Regions from separate parts of the Danio rerio genome. Here region 2 is linked to region 1. A link is a contact called in public Hi-C data. All regions are on one chromosome and are shown on one strand. Each heading gives the region's core, a stretch centred on a gene start, on an enhancer-like site or on the middle of the called end of the contact. The rest is flanking DNA. Distances are from core to core; before and after follow the strand shown. Region 1 holds the start of b3glcta (beta 3-glucosyltransferase a). Region 2 holds the start of frya (furry homolog a (Drosophila)).

What was found. A called contact is a pair of places that touch in the nucleus more often than the background predicts.
Region 2: a Hi-C map of an unstated tissue shows a contact between it and region 1, with 4 times the contacts expected there. The contact joins the promoter of frya here to the promoter of b3glcta in region 1. A contact is called at or near these places in 2 of 18 Hi-C or Micro-C datasets (caudal fin and an unstated tissue).

The regions. Positions count from the first base shown.
Region 1 is chr15:34,188,246-34,195,468 of GRCz12tu, forward strand. It overlaps b3glcta (beta 3-glucosyltransferase a), which reads left to right and starts at 3,313. Exons shown (of 15, transcript NM_001302251.1): 1 at 3,313-3,423. The coding sequence starts at 3,360. It overlaps hsph1 (heat shock 105/110 protein 1), which reads right to left and starts at 1,144. Exons shown (of 18, transcript XR_012390939.1): 1 at 863-1,144.
Region 2 is chr15:34,384,612-34,391,834 of GRCz12tu, forward strand. It overlaps frya (furry homolog a (Drosophila)), which reads left to right and starts at 3,363. Exons shown (of 61, transcript XM_073923799.1): 1 at 3,363-3,465. It also overlaps a transcript of rxfp2b not described here.

The sequences.
Region 1 (7,223 bases), core at 2,063-4,562:
TACATGTTTTGTGGAAAAGAAAATACATTTCACTTTTGATTGTAGCTTATACTTTAAACACAAAGTTCAAAATACAGCCTTACATTTAATAAATGATAATTTGAAAGAATTATAAATGTATTTGTGTTGTTTTATTCATTTTCTGTTCGGCTTAGTCCCGTTATAAATCCGGGGTCGCCACAGGAAATGAACCGTGCCCTTACAGCTGCAAAACCCATCACTTGGAAACATCCTTGCACACTCATTCACATTCATACACTATGGACAATTTAGCCTACCCAATTCACCTATAGCGCATGTCTTTGGACTGTGGGGGAAACCGGAGCACCGGGTGGAAAACCCACGCAAACGCAGGGAGAACATGCAAACTCCCCACAGAAACGCCAACTGACACAGTCGAGGCTCGAACCAGCGACCTTCTTGCTGTGAGGCAACAACTACTGCGCCACTGCGTTGTTTGTTTTTAAAACTTTAATCTAAGCATATCTTACTTGGACTACCACTTATTTTTCATAGAACCTATATTTATTTTTCTCCATATAATCTGACAATACACCAAAAAGTCTCATGTTCACATTAGAGACATGGACAACTGTATGATTTGAGGAACTATTTGTTTAACAGCTACTTTATCATGCACTTCATTAAACTAGAGTATATGTAAAGTTTCAGTAAGTTTTTCATTTCTTTTTGTTTACATATATAAAAGTATTACCAGCTTATCAACTAGACCAACCGTCCTAAAATATGACTGATAAATATACAAAAGTGTATAATCTGAGAATACATACAAGCTGTGTGTATTTTTTCATGCAGTGATTACTGTTTGTAAATTAGGCAAAAACAGCTTTCATCAACTCACGGCGTGCATCTGTCTGTAAATTCATTGGACACTGTCTCAATTCCTCCGCTCTTGACCACGGCAATACAGCAGTTTTGAAACCCAACATCAAAACCCACGACAGCCATATCCCGGACTCTGCTCGGTACGGCAAGCAATGTGCTCAGATCAGATGGACAAACAAATCCGTGTGTGTAAGCGTCAGTCATGAAAGGGCAGATAATCCAGAGCGCATATGCTATTTTAGGACGCGGGACCCATTTATATGTTGTTTCAGTGAACTTTCCAGAAACTTCCGTCTCCATCGGCAGCATCAGCAGCGCGCACTGATGGCGTTTACACTTCCAGAGCTTTCGGCGCAGATACAGAGCGCCCACGGAGCTTCAAGAAATGACAATATTAAGAAGAACAAGTTATTTTAATGGCTTTATGATAGATTCGTCTAAACAAAATTTACATTTGGCCTTTTTCTTAATAACTTTGTTTGTTTTTAAATAGACTGTTTAGTATTTTTAGTATCAGTCATGATTTCTTATTAGTCGAAACTAAAGCACGTTTAATGCACCTGTCAGTTTTGAGACGTAATTTAGCTTGTTATGCTAACAGGTTTCGCTTTAGAAAGACACTTTAATTTACGCTGAAAATAATCAGGTAGAGGATAAAAAAGTCCTTCAGACCATCATAAAAAGCATCATATTCTAACCCTTTTTAATTTGTAGGCTACATTTTGACTTTTGTTTTGTCTTTCAGTGTAAAGCTATGTAGGCTAGTATTTCACCTTCATATGTGGTTGTAATTTGATGTGGGTGTAGATATCAGAGCTTGTTTTGTTTTGTATGTAGGGAAATTGTTTGGTGTGAATGAATGGTATTCCTTATTCATTCATTTTCCTTCTGGCTTAGTCTATACAGCGAAATGAACCACCAACTATTTCAGCATATAGGTTTTACTCAGCGGATACCCTTCCAGCTACAACCCAGTACTGGAAAACATACACACTATTTCACAAACACAATCATACACTACGAACAGTTATTTAGTTAATTCACTCCAAACTGGAGCACCCGAAGGAAACCCATGCAAACTCAACACAAAAATGGGAACTGGACCAGCTCTGGTCTCGAACCAGCAACCATTGTGCCACCGTGCCGCATTGATATTCCTTATCTTCTTTTAAAAAGTGACATTGCACAAATGGCATCACATTTAATGTGGTTTCTGATCATTGACTTGCAAGACTGACTTGTCTTTATAGGGTACAGTAAATGGAAAAAACAATATTTTAATAAAACAACAACAACAGTGGCATTATGTAAACACAGAAATTCAATGGGTTAAAATCCTTCAAATGAATTTTGATATACTGATGCTAGTAAAGAAATAGCCTATATCTCAGAAAGTGTAAAAAATCTGCAGTTTAAGACTGCTTTTGACAGACTTGGCGACATGTTTGCTCAGTGGTTAGCACTGTTGCTGGTTTGAGTTCTAGCTGGGTCAGTTGGCATTTCTGTGTAGAGTTTGCATGTTCTCCCTCTGTTGGCGTGGGTTTCCTCCGAGTGCTCCGGTTTCTCCCAAAGTCCAAAGACATGCAATTGATGAATTTAATAAACTAAGTTGGCCGCAGTGTATGAGTGTTTCCCAGTACTGGGTTGTAGCTGGAAGGGTATCCACTGTAGAAATCATATGCTGGTTAATTTGGTGGTTCATTGCACTGTGGCAAGACTGGCAACCTCTGATAAATAAAGAGACTAACCTTAAGGAAAATGAAATTGGACTTTTTGCCTTTTACAACTTATTAAAATAAATTTGACAAGTATTTAATTGATGTCATAAAAGTCAAATATTTCTCTGTGTTATTGTTATTTTTAGAGATGGAGGGAAGAAGTCTCATTTCTCCACAGAGTTTTAATAAATTTTTGTATTCTATGTTGGTCACACTTTACAAGATGTATTCATTAGTTAATGTTAGTTAATGTATTTATGATGAGCAACAGTTGTACAGCATTTATTTTACCTTTACCCACTAATGCGTTTTTAAAATCAAATTCATGCTTGTTAACTTTAATTAATGCACTGTGACTTTAACATGAACAATAAAGATCTAAACTAAAGTTAACTAACATGAATTAATACTGTAATGTCTTGTTTATTAATACAACCTTATTGTAAACTACTAATTTAAAGTCTTTCAAAAGAGAACCACAGACTATTTAGATGCCTGTATTATAAATTGAATATGACAAGTGTCGTTTTTGGTGAACTATCTCTTTAATAAGCCCTTTAATCGCGCTTATGTTAATGTCAAGCGACAAGCACTGCCCCTTGTTGTAATACCCGTGTACGCGGCCACCAGAGGGCGCAGCCGAGACGCGCGTTCAACAGGAAATGTCTTCGCAAAACAAAGCTGTGTGATGATCAGCTCGCACAGTAGAGAGTGTGGATACAGAAGCAGTGCAAACACTCCGCTTTTACAGCACACATAGGATACACAGAGCTGCCAACCGCGCTTCTTCTTACTATGCTCTCCATAAAGTGTCAAAACGGATACAGTGTAACCCAGTATTTCTTCCTTTGGTCTCTTGGTAAGTGTTTCTCTACTCTTATATGCCTAAGTTTCTGAGCTCGAGAATCTTTGGCTTATTAACGTTAACGTGCTGTTAATTTGTTTGCAAGAAATAAGCAGCTGTCTAAACTGTTATATACTGCTTTTAGATGGAAAAACGTGTTTATAGTGAACAGTTTTTTCTAATGGCAGATTTTAACCTGTTTAAAATGACTCTTCCTTGTTGTTTTATTTAGTGTAACAGCTATTCTGCACTCCGTTAAGTTATGAGGAATGCGTTAGGCTTTTTTTAATTGACTCAGTTTGATAGCTGCATTGAGTACATATTAAAGTATTTTAATCATTCATGCTTTTTCAAACTTATTTGCATAGTAGCCTGAATGAATGACTGTGCTGCCTACCTAGACAACATTTTTTTTGGGGTACCATGGGTGTGATTGGCTGTTTCAGAATCTAGCCTGTCTAGACTTTTTTTTTTTTTTTTTTGTGACTTTGATTGATTTTGTCTCAGAAATCTAGAGAGCTGTCATGCTTGACAACATTTTTGGGCATCTTGGGTGTAATATTCTTTGTCTCAAAACATAGCTTCTTGTCTTGACATGGTTTATTGGGCATCACACAGGAAGTTTAAAGCTGCCACAACCTGGTAGTCAACTGTAAATAATTAATTGAACAGACTGATGTGCGGTAGTCTGAAGCACAACAGTTTGTGTGTGGAAATCTGAAATACCGTTGGAAGAAGATGTACCTGAGATGTTACTCTTTCTTTACTCTAGTTAAAGTTAATGTCTGAGGGAGATACTTGAATATTTTGAACAGTACCTAAAGTAGCGGACTAGAAAAGTATGGTAGAATACCTGCTTCACAGGAGGAAAGCAAAATAGAGTATATTTTATAGTCCTTCATTGCAGTTAACTATTCAATTAGATAACCAGTATTAAAAATAGCAAAACATGTAAATTGCACATTCACATCTAAACAAAATTATTTTTTTGGGTCAAATATATAGGCCGGTCACAATATCCATGTTTTTTTGTACGATAAATTGATAATTGCTATAAACTATATTATTGTCATTTTAAGACCATTTTATGCCATTCTTTATATAATGCCAAGATGATAATATAATATAATATAATATAATATAATATAATATAATATAATATGATCACGATTCAAGTACATTCTTCCAAAGAACACATCATATTTTATTCTTAAGAATATTTCATTTAATTATAGTTATTTAAACAATTTGATAATGAGGCAGTGGAGTCAGAAAGTGAAAACGCATATCCTAAATAAAAAAATAATAAATGGTAACAAAAAAATGTAAGGTAAGAAGTTGGGCTGCTATCTGCTACTATATATATACTATAGTAATTTATAGTAAATACTTTAGTGTTTATTTAACCTTACTGACATCTCCATTAGAGGTAGGGATGTTGCAAAATCAGCCAAAATGTTGCTAGAATTGTTGTATTTTTATTTTATTTTTTTATGTATGGGCGATATATATACTGCTTCACCAAAAATGACTGAGATCATGTCCATTTGTTGTGCGATAGGTCGATATACTGATTATTGTGACAGACCTACAACTATAGTAATTTTCCCAGTAGCTGTAATTATTTACTTTCATGGAGGATTTATTGTATTATTTAAAAATACATAAACAATAACTAAAGAATAGGTCACCTGAAAATGACAATTCTGTCATTATTTATTCACTCCTCATTTTTTAAAAACTATTTGCCTTCCTTTTTTTATTTCTGCTAAACACAAAAGCAGATATTTTGAAGAATGCTGGAAACCTGGAACATTGGCATTCATGCTGTTTGCAGTGTTTACAGCTCTCTGTTCTGCAAAAGAAAGTAACTCATAAAAGTTTTGAAACTACTCATGGAAACGAAAATAGTGAGTAAATTTTCATTTTTGGGTGTACTATCCCTTTTAGTCATCATTAATTTTAGTTTTCAAGGTATACCGTGGTTTGGAAAAGTCAAGGTTTTAAAGCCATCAAAATCTTCTGTTATACTGTTCCTGAGGTATGTGTAAGATTTTTTATTTACTTTTTTTAAAGACAACAGTATCGCCAGCAAAAAAGATATCCAAAGATGCCATTTTAAATTGTAAAAAAAAAAAAAAAAAAAAAAAATCAATGTTTTTGAAACAAATGAAGTTAGCTAAAGTCAATGATTTATTTGAGTTATTGCTCCAAAATATTATAAATGTATTATAAATATATTGTTTTTTTTCCCCAAATGAAATAACAGATTAAGGAAATCGAAATGTTTTTAAAAATATCTAGTCAAATATTTTTTGCTGTCATCATGGCAAAGATCAAATAAATCAGTTAGTAGAAATGAGTTATTAAAACTATTATGTTTAAAAATATGCAGAATAAACAGAAATTGGGGAAAAAATAAACAGGGGGGCTAATAGTTCTAAGTTTAACTGTAATTGTAAGGCTACATTGAATTATGTCTACAAGTTAACCAACATATTTCTGAAGCTTATTTCTAGCACACGATGAATGATCGTGTTCATTAAATTGCCCAGAGTAATCTGCTGTGTCAAATGTGTTAAAATGGAATTTATTATTTAATCTTCCTGATAAAATCACCAGAACTTGAGAGAGAACTTGTAGTTTTTTTTATCAAAGTGAGCAAAACAAAGCTTCTTGTGATTTATTGGATATAAAATGTTTGGTAAAGTTTTATTTCTACATCAAAATGAAGCAGCATAAAAGATTGATATTAGTGCATAATAAAGTAAATTGGTTAAAATGACGATAAAACTAAAAAGTTTAATATTTAAGGCATTAAAACAAAAGTTTGTTTGGTGGTACTATGTAAAAGTTAAGACCAGATGAACTTTTCTCACAGTTTCTAGAACTAATGATGAAAATACCTGCTTTTTGGTTGGGAAAGGTTTTAGTTAGCAAGGCTTTTAGAGGAACTAAATTAGATCATAGCTATTTCAGAGGTATACAAATGTATAACCCTGCACAATAGGAACTACAGTGATACGAGTAAACACTGACTGGATGAATTTATTCCATACAAAACACCAGCACAAAATGTTAAAGAGTTACAATGAATAAGCATACAGAAAGCTAACGTTAATACCATTTACTTCAAGCCATTGTCCACTGCATTGTGTTCATTTCTTAGCCTACATGATATGTGGCACTACAAGTTGTCTGGTGTTTTAGTTCTCCATTTCATCCACATACCTTTTATGTCTACATTCCATCTACATTCTGGCGTTCGCACCATCAGTAGCAATGCAATCAGGAAAATGATCCATGGGCAAATTAGTTCTCGGGGAACTACCCAATATGAAAACCCTTTAAGAGCACTGAACCGAAAGACCCATTTGAAAGATGTATGGTACGAATATGTGTACCTTTACACCACTACTGTAAAGACAGTCTAATATTAGGCATCTCTGGATATTAAGGTGATAAATCAAGTGGACAAGCAGCCAGTTGCATGAATTGTGAGTTTGCAGTAGATCTAAAATTGCCTACATGCCAGTCGTAAATGCAGTTCAGGCTGTCGGACCGAGCACCTCATTTGTTTGTATAGTAAAGAGCACTGGATCCCACTAACCTAAAGTGTCAAGCTAACTCCTGAACCACGGGTAAATTGTGTGCTGTGTGTGAGAAGAAATATAATCAGTAGACCTTATTTTGTCTCACCACAGAGGCATAATTTGTTACTTCTCAAAGAGCCTCAATTTGAGATTGTTTGGGATTTGCATAGAAAAGAAACTCCTATTGAGGCTTTCTTTCAAATTCAAGAAAACTCTGCAATA
Region 2 (7,223 bases), core at 2,113-4,612, 200 kb after region 1:
TTTTGGACATTTCGGCATTTTGTATTTACAGAATGTGCTGTCTGCATTTTGGATTCATCAAGGGAAAGAAAAATCTCTCACTGGTTAGTACGAGCTTTTAGAGCAGGTCAATTGCTCCAAATGTTTTTCAGCAATGAAAACTATACAGTATGTCATCTCTGAGTGAAAAATGTAAGCTGTTTGAGTAATCTGTTTATTAAATTGTAAAGCATCTCTGTATAAATGTGTGCATAAGTGTTGCATCTTTTGCTTCAACTTATGAAAACGCATTTTTCAGGTTTTTTTAACACAGCTTTATAATACTCTCTCTCTTTCTCTCTCTCTCTCTCTCTCTCTCTCTCTCTCTCTCTCTCTCTCTCTCTCTCTCTCTCTCTCTCTCTCTCTCTCTCTGCAAGTGGCATGAATTTGAACATCATCTTGACCTTGGAGATGATCTTGATTGGTCTACTTGTGTGCATTCAAAGTGCTTTGCTCACAAATAAAAAACAAACAATTTATAGTTTTTTTGAAGATGTTTTTTTTTTTTGTGTCATGAACAAAAATTTGTAAAACTGAAATTACTGTATACACAGTTGAAACTAAATATCACATGATATAGAAGAATTGCTTTCAAATAGTGTAGGTTTTTAACTTAAAGCATATTCTTTGCTTTAGATGTTTTAGCATTTCCCCAATTGTTACTGGTAAATGGATATATGTGAATGCATATACTGAACAGTTGAAGTCAGAATTATTAGCCCCCTGAATTATTAGCGCCCCTGTTTATTTTTTCCCTAATTTCTGTTTAACGGAGAGCAGGTTTTTTCAACACATTTCTAAACATAATAGTTTAAATAACTCATTTCTAATCACTGATTTATTTTATCTTTGCCTTGATGACAGTAAAAAATATTTGACTAGATATTCTTCAAGACACTTCTATACAGCTTAAAGTGACATTTAAAGGCTTAACTAGGTTAATTAGGTTAACTAATCAGGTTATAGGTAATTAGGCAAGTTATTGTATAACAATAGTTTGTTCTATAGACTATCGAAAAAATAAATAGCTTAAATGGGTTAATAATATTGACCTTAAAATGGTGTTAAAAAAATTAAAAACTGCTTTTATTCTAGCTGAAATAAAACAATGAAGACTTTCTCCAAAAGAAAAAAATATTATCTGACATGCTGTGATCATTTCCTTGCTCTGTTAAGCATAATTTGGGAAATATTAAAAAAAGAACAAACAATTCAAAGGGAGGCTAATAATTCTGACTTCCAACTGTAAATATACACACAACAGTTTTGTCTGGTTCTGGAATATGATTGGCTCGAATATGATTGAATGCGAATATGATTTCACTCTTGTGTATTACTCCGCCCACATAGAGAGGCAGCAGATATTTAAACTTACTACAGCTGTTGGACAACATAATGTATTTCCGAGTCTTTTTAGTCAAGAATTTTGTTGTTTAGATTGCAACTATGTAATTCATTTATAAGGACATTGCCTATTTTAGATATTTATAATTTCGGAGATACAGCGCATCGGCATCCATCAGCCTGTCATACTAAGCAGAGCAAAGATGGTTGATGTTGTCCATTCACAAGATGGTGACAGAGGCCGCATAATAAGCCCTTAGGGCAGAAAAACTCAACGTAATTACAAACTAAAGCTGATCAAAACATTATAAAACAGGTAAGTGACTTTTCTATTCAATCTTTTTCTGTTGTATGTTGTAGTGTTGTATTTACTGTATACCAGTCTGGTAATGTTTCTGATAGTGTTTTTGCTTTGCTTTGGCTTTTTTGACGTTAATTATTGTAATATCCCAATTGCAACAGAGAAATACTGTGAAATCTCTGTATACAGATGGCATTTCATGCCGTTCAGCCTTATAATCTTAAAATGTGAGCAAAATCAGCTGTTTTATCATCACTTTAGATATTACGCAAATCATTCTAACACTAGCTGTAAAGGGATGTTGGTGTAGTAGCAAAGGTTTCTGCTGTTCTGACGTCAGCTGCAGATGTGAAGGAATGGTGGGAGAAAGTAGTTCCTCATACAAAAGGCTTTTTTTGACTCTGTGTTTGAATTTCTTTTTTTAATTAATACGATAATGCTGGCGAACTGTTGTATAAACACAATGTCACTCTTGTAGCAGTGCGATATGGCTGTATAATGTCACTGGTGGAACACTAAGGCGAACTACAGCCAATTTGCACTGCTACTCGTTATATTGCTCATATATATATACTGTATATGTATGCATACTGTGTGTGTGTGTGTGTGTTAAACACAGAAGATATTTTCATAATCAATGACTTCCATAGTGGGCGAAAAACAAATACTATGAAAGTCAGTGGTTACAGTTTTTTTTTGTTTTATAATTTTTTTCAAAATATCTTATTTTGTGTTGAAAGGTTTGAAACAAGTAAATGGGAACCAAATGATGACTTTTTTTTAATATTTGGATGAACTATCCCTTTAAGATAATTAGAGTATATTTTAAATTTATAGAGAAGGAATTAGTCAAATAGGCACTAATTAAACTTGTCAATAATTACATAATTGTCTGTTTCTTCAGCAGGACAACAAAACTGTTCTATAACCTTTTCTCCATCTCTTCCAGCAGAGTCAACAGAGCTGTCCTCCTCCCCTAAACCTTCAGATGAGCTCTCCACTGCCCGCGCTGCTGGTCATTGGTGAGCTATAAACGAGAGCTCACACCTGATAAAGAGCCTGCATATGACTACATGTATGTTATTTTGTTAGGATATAAGGGCCGATATGAAATAATAAGGGAACACTTATAAAATGACTTGTATTTGAATAAATAAATTATTTAAAGATATGCCAAAAACATGACTTCAGAATAAGGGCTTATTTAAAACAATATGCAGATTCATGCAAGCTTCAATTTAAACGTTTGGCTGAAAACTGGATGTAATATTGATGAAAGAATGCATAATAGTGCTATTGTTTGAAATCACTAATCTATTTGTTGTTTTGGCAATTTTATATCCGCTTATTTTTCATGAACACAAAAGAAAGATGATAAAGTAATCTAACTCACATTCATATTTAATGTGCATGTATTTGTTTATTAGCATAGTAGCAAAGTGTAGTAAAGGATGATTCATAATGTACAATCAGCCTGCCTTTTATCAAAATAAACACCTTAGGCTATACAATATATTTTTTTCTACACTGAACAGCTGACTTGACATTATTAACATGCTAAATGATAGAGGAGTAAAGGCAGTAATGCACACAGACTGTCAAAACAGAAAGAGACAGCCAGAGGGCTACAAGTGGGAGGGGCTTTCTGGGTGGGCGGGGCTTACGCCTTGTCTCTACTTGTTTGATTGACAGTCGTAACGAGGTAGAGGCTCTGCATACCTCGAGGCAAGTGCGAGAATTCACCGCTGCCGCAGCAACTTTGGGATGGAGCAATAGTCAGAAAAAAAGTCGTTTCCTCTCAGGTACGTCTTTTCGCTTTCATTTGCCACTGACATCTTGAGCGGTTTAATCTGTCAGCTCTGTAAATCCACACTTTGTATAAAATATTCATCACTCGAACATTATCCTTCACATTTACTCAACTACAGCCTCTTATATTGTTTGTATATGCTTTAAAGTCTTATACAGAAGTTTATAAGGCTGTATTGTGGTCGAGGGAAGTGTTGCGCATGTGTTTATTTCGGGATAATTTCTCGCGCATCAAACACTGACGTATTTACAATATTAGCTCATTATTTAACACTTTTGAGAAGAACTGCCTTTATAAACGTTTTAATTGCTATTCTATACTTGTAGTTTGCATACTGTAATTCACCAAACCGTTATCTGAAGGTGTCTTGGACTACATGTGTTTCTTTAAAGTATTATAAGTTTGAATTTTAATCATTTTTTAAAGAGGAAGATGAACAGACGTTGATTATTTTGATATACAGTACCATCTTTCACTAGTTCTGGTTAAATAAATGGTTAAACATTATATAGAGCCATTCTGTATGTAGGCGTTCTTTTATGTAAATGAGCCCATGCTGCTAGCTAGAGGGACTGCCAGACCTTATGTAAAACTATTTTTAAAAATATCTTTGTTAAAGTGCTGTTTTCCTTGTGTAAACCCTGAAATTGAGGCTTTTTATTATTTATAAATGATAGATATGCGTATGAACCACTGCTGAATGTGAAATATTACTAATAGTTTAAATTTAAGCCTAGAATAATCTTAACAGTGTTAAAAAAATATGCTTGGAGGGAACTTAAAATATGATAAATAAATAAATAAAAATATCATTATTATAGTAATTATAGTAATACTGTATATTTTAAATGGTAAATTATATAAATATATACTTTAGATACAAGTTTGGTGTCTGCTGTATTTTTAAAAGCTACTCAAAATGTAGTTTTTGAGGATCACTGACAGTAAGCGAAGCTAATAATTATTATTATTAGGGCTGGGGGATTTGCCCTAAAATCTAAATCTTGATTAATTGAACATTTTGGCTTGATTATGATTAATGAACAATTTATTATTTTATTTTATTCTTTTGCCCTCATAGTTCAGGGACACGTTTTGTACAGTAAATATGCTCACATATTACAAGCAAGAGATTTCAGAATGAAGGGTGCATTACTTGATTTTAAAATAATTGATGGAAACACACTATCTACCATTTATGAGTATTTCTTGAACGCCAACTGAAATGAAAACATATATTGCCTAAAACCAACAGTCGTTTTTTTCTTATAAACGAAGAGTGAAAATAATAATTTTAATGTAATGGAAAATATGCCGTCTCAAGGCATCTCTGGCGCAGCTTCCAATAATCGTCTATGTAGTGCGAATTACTATTTAAGAACGTGTCCATCGTCCTAGTTTAAGTATAAACATAAAGGCCTAACAGATCGGTGTCACATGATAGGGAAAGTAATTGAAAAAAACTGATCTGGAAAAATTAGATCGATTACAGGTTTTGAATGAAAAGATGACAAATTGACAATGCGGCACATATAAATAAACAATTACAAATATCATGACAGTTTTTTATTTATTTAACAATCGTGCTAAACAATGTTACATTTGTACGCATAGAATTAATACTAAAAATATCATCCAACTGGTATGTTGTTTGTTATAACATACTTGCCGAATTTTATTCTCTCTTCATAGACCATTTTGAGGGATGTAAACAAACACAATGGTTCCAATGTATTTTCTGTTTTGCATTTTTAATTTCCATAGCTTCAGAGAATTAAAAAAAAGTCACATATTGATAAATACTGTTATGATAGCTGATTTAACATAAAATTATGATTAAATTGACGCTTGTTACAGTTATGAAATAGTTTGACAACAAGCAGGAAATGTTCATGGGCCAATGGCTTGACCACAGTGAAATGGTCTATATAAAATAGTCTGTGATGCTAGAATGACTGCCAATCTTTATTTTTTTTAATTATCTTTAGTTAAATGTATTCTTTATAAGCTTCCATCCATACACAATGATTTCCCATGTTTAAAATGCACATGTGATGAAGTGTAGATATGAATATAAATTTATATAAAAATGTATAATAATTTTAGGTTATGATGATGACCTAGAATAATCCAGAAAGCAGTGTATGTTGAGGAACTGCAATGTTGACATCAGTTTTTTTATGATGATGATTTAAATACGCACATCTTGATTTTGCCAAGTACGATGCGATCCTGGATTAACATCTATGTTCACCCTGAAACATCATTTTTGTTTGAAAATGTAATCCATACCTATTCCCTACCACTAAACCCAACCATAACTGTAAATAATTCCCAAAATCAGAGGAGAAAAATAGTTGGATAACAATCATGTAGAACAGTAAGCCTAAACTTAACATAAACGATAAACGTATCCCTTAATTCTGATTGGCTGATTGGAATGTTGTTCCAGGATTAACATTGATGTTAATCCAGGAACATATCCTACTTGGTGAAATCAGTTTTGGGATTCAAATACACATGAAGCTATCAGAAACAATGTGAGTTGACCTTTTTGACATTAAGTGATACAATCCCTTCAGCTGTCATTCAAGAGTATATTCAATCATTCTGAGAGAACATTTCTCTGAAGAACATCCTACTGAATCTTGTTTCTCAGGCAACCGTGCTGGTTTTAGAACGCTACTATAAATATATGAGTAGGTGTGCGAGAGCTTTATGATCTGGTATCATTTACATGGTCATGTTTCCTCCTTGTAAGTGTTCATCCACCAACATGTATTTCACCAACATTGGCGTGTGTATACATTGTTTAATTAGCCTGTATCTTGTTCGCTTGCTTTCCAGTCATGGCTTGGCATGAGCGTAGCCGTTTAGACAAAAGCCATGGCCCAGGGACATTGAAACACCAACGTCTTCATGTGTCACTTGAGACACAGTCCTTCTTTTGTGAGTGTCAAATGCTTGATTGTTGAACCTGAGCCAGCGGCTGATTTCCTCTTCCCATCTTGAAGGCTGAACAATGAGCATTTGTGTACGTATCGATGCCTTGCACAAAAAAAAGGACAGAATCACCTGTCTGTAACCAGATACGAGCAGCATGACTGGTGTCAGTGGCGGCGGATTTATGCCGTGTCATTGGTTGATGAGCTGTAAGCTCCACCCATTTGTGTTTTTTGAGCCATCTGGTTGGCTGTTGGACTTTAGCTGCGCCTCTGTTTGTTAACAGCCGAGGGACAGGTGCAGGGTGAAGACCTTGATAGCCTGAAAGACCCCATTATCAGTGGAGCGGAAAGAACCAGTACTTTCATACAGTGAATGCTGGCCTCGGCCATTGGCATCACCTCAACCTCATTTCACTTGCTGTATTGGTGTCAGATTATCTATTATAATCAGTATGACTATATATTATTGTGTCATACATATGTTTAAATATTTAAATCATTATATTTAGTAATGGTTTAGTGTTAAATGTATAAAAAAAACACTTAAATAAAACATGTAAAATTGACACTTTTTCCTCAGATAAAAAGGGAAAGTTCACACAAAATTGAAAACTCTGTTATCATTTACTAAACCTTCACTTCCCAGCAAACAATTTTGTGTTTAATAGACATTTAAATGTAGACAGCTTGGCTAAAAACAGGCTAAACTTGTTAAGATCTTATAGACATCTAAGAATAGGCCAAAAATAGACTCATAAAAAAGACAAATTAGACTTTATATGTGTAGTCATTAATTTCTGTTTAT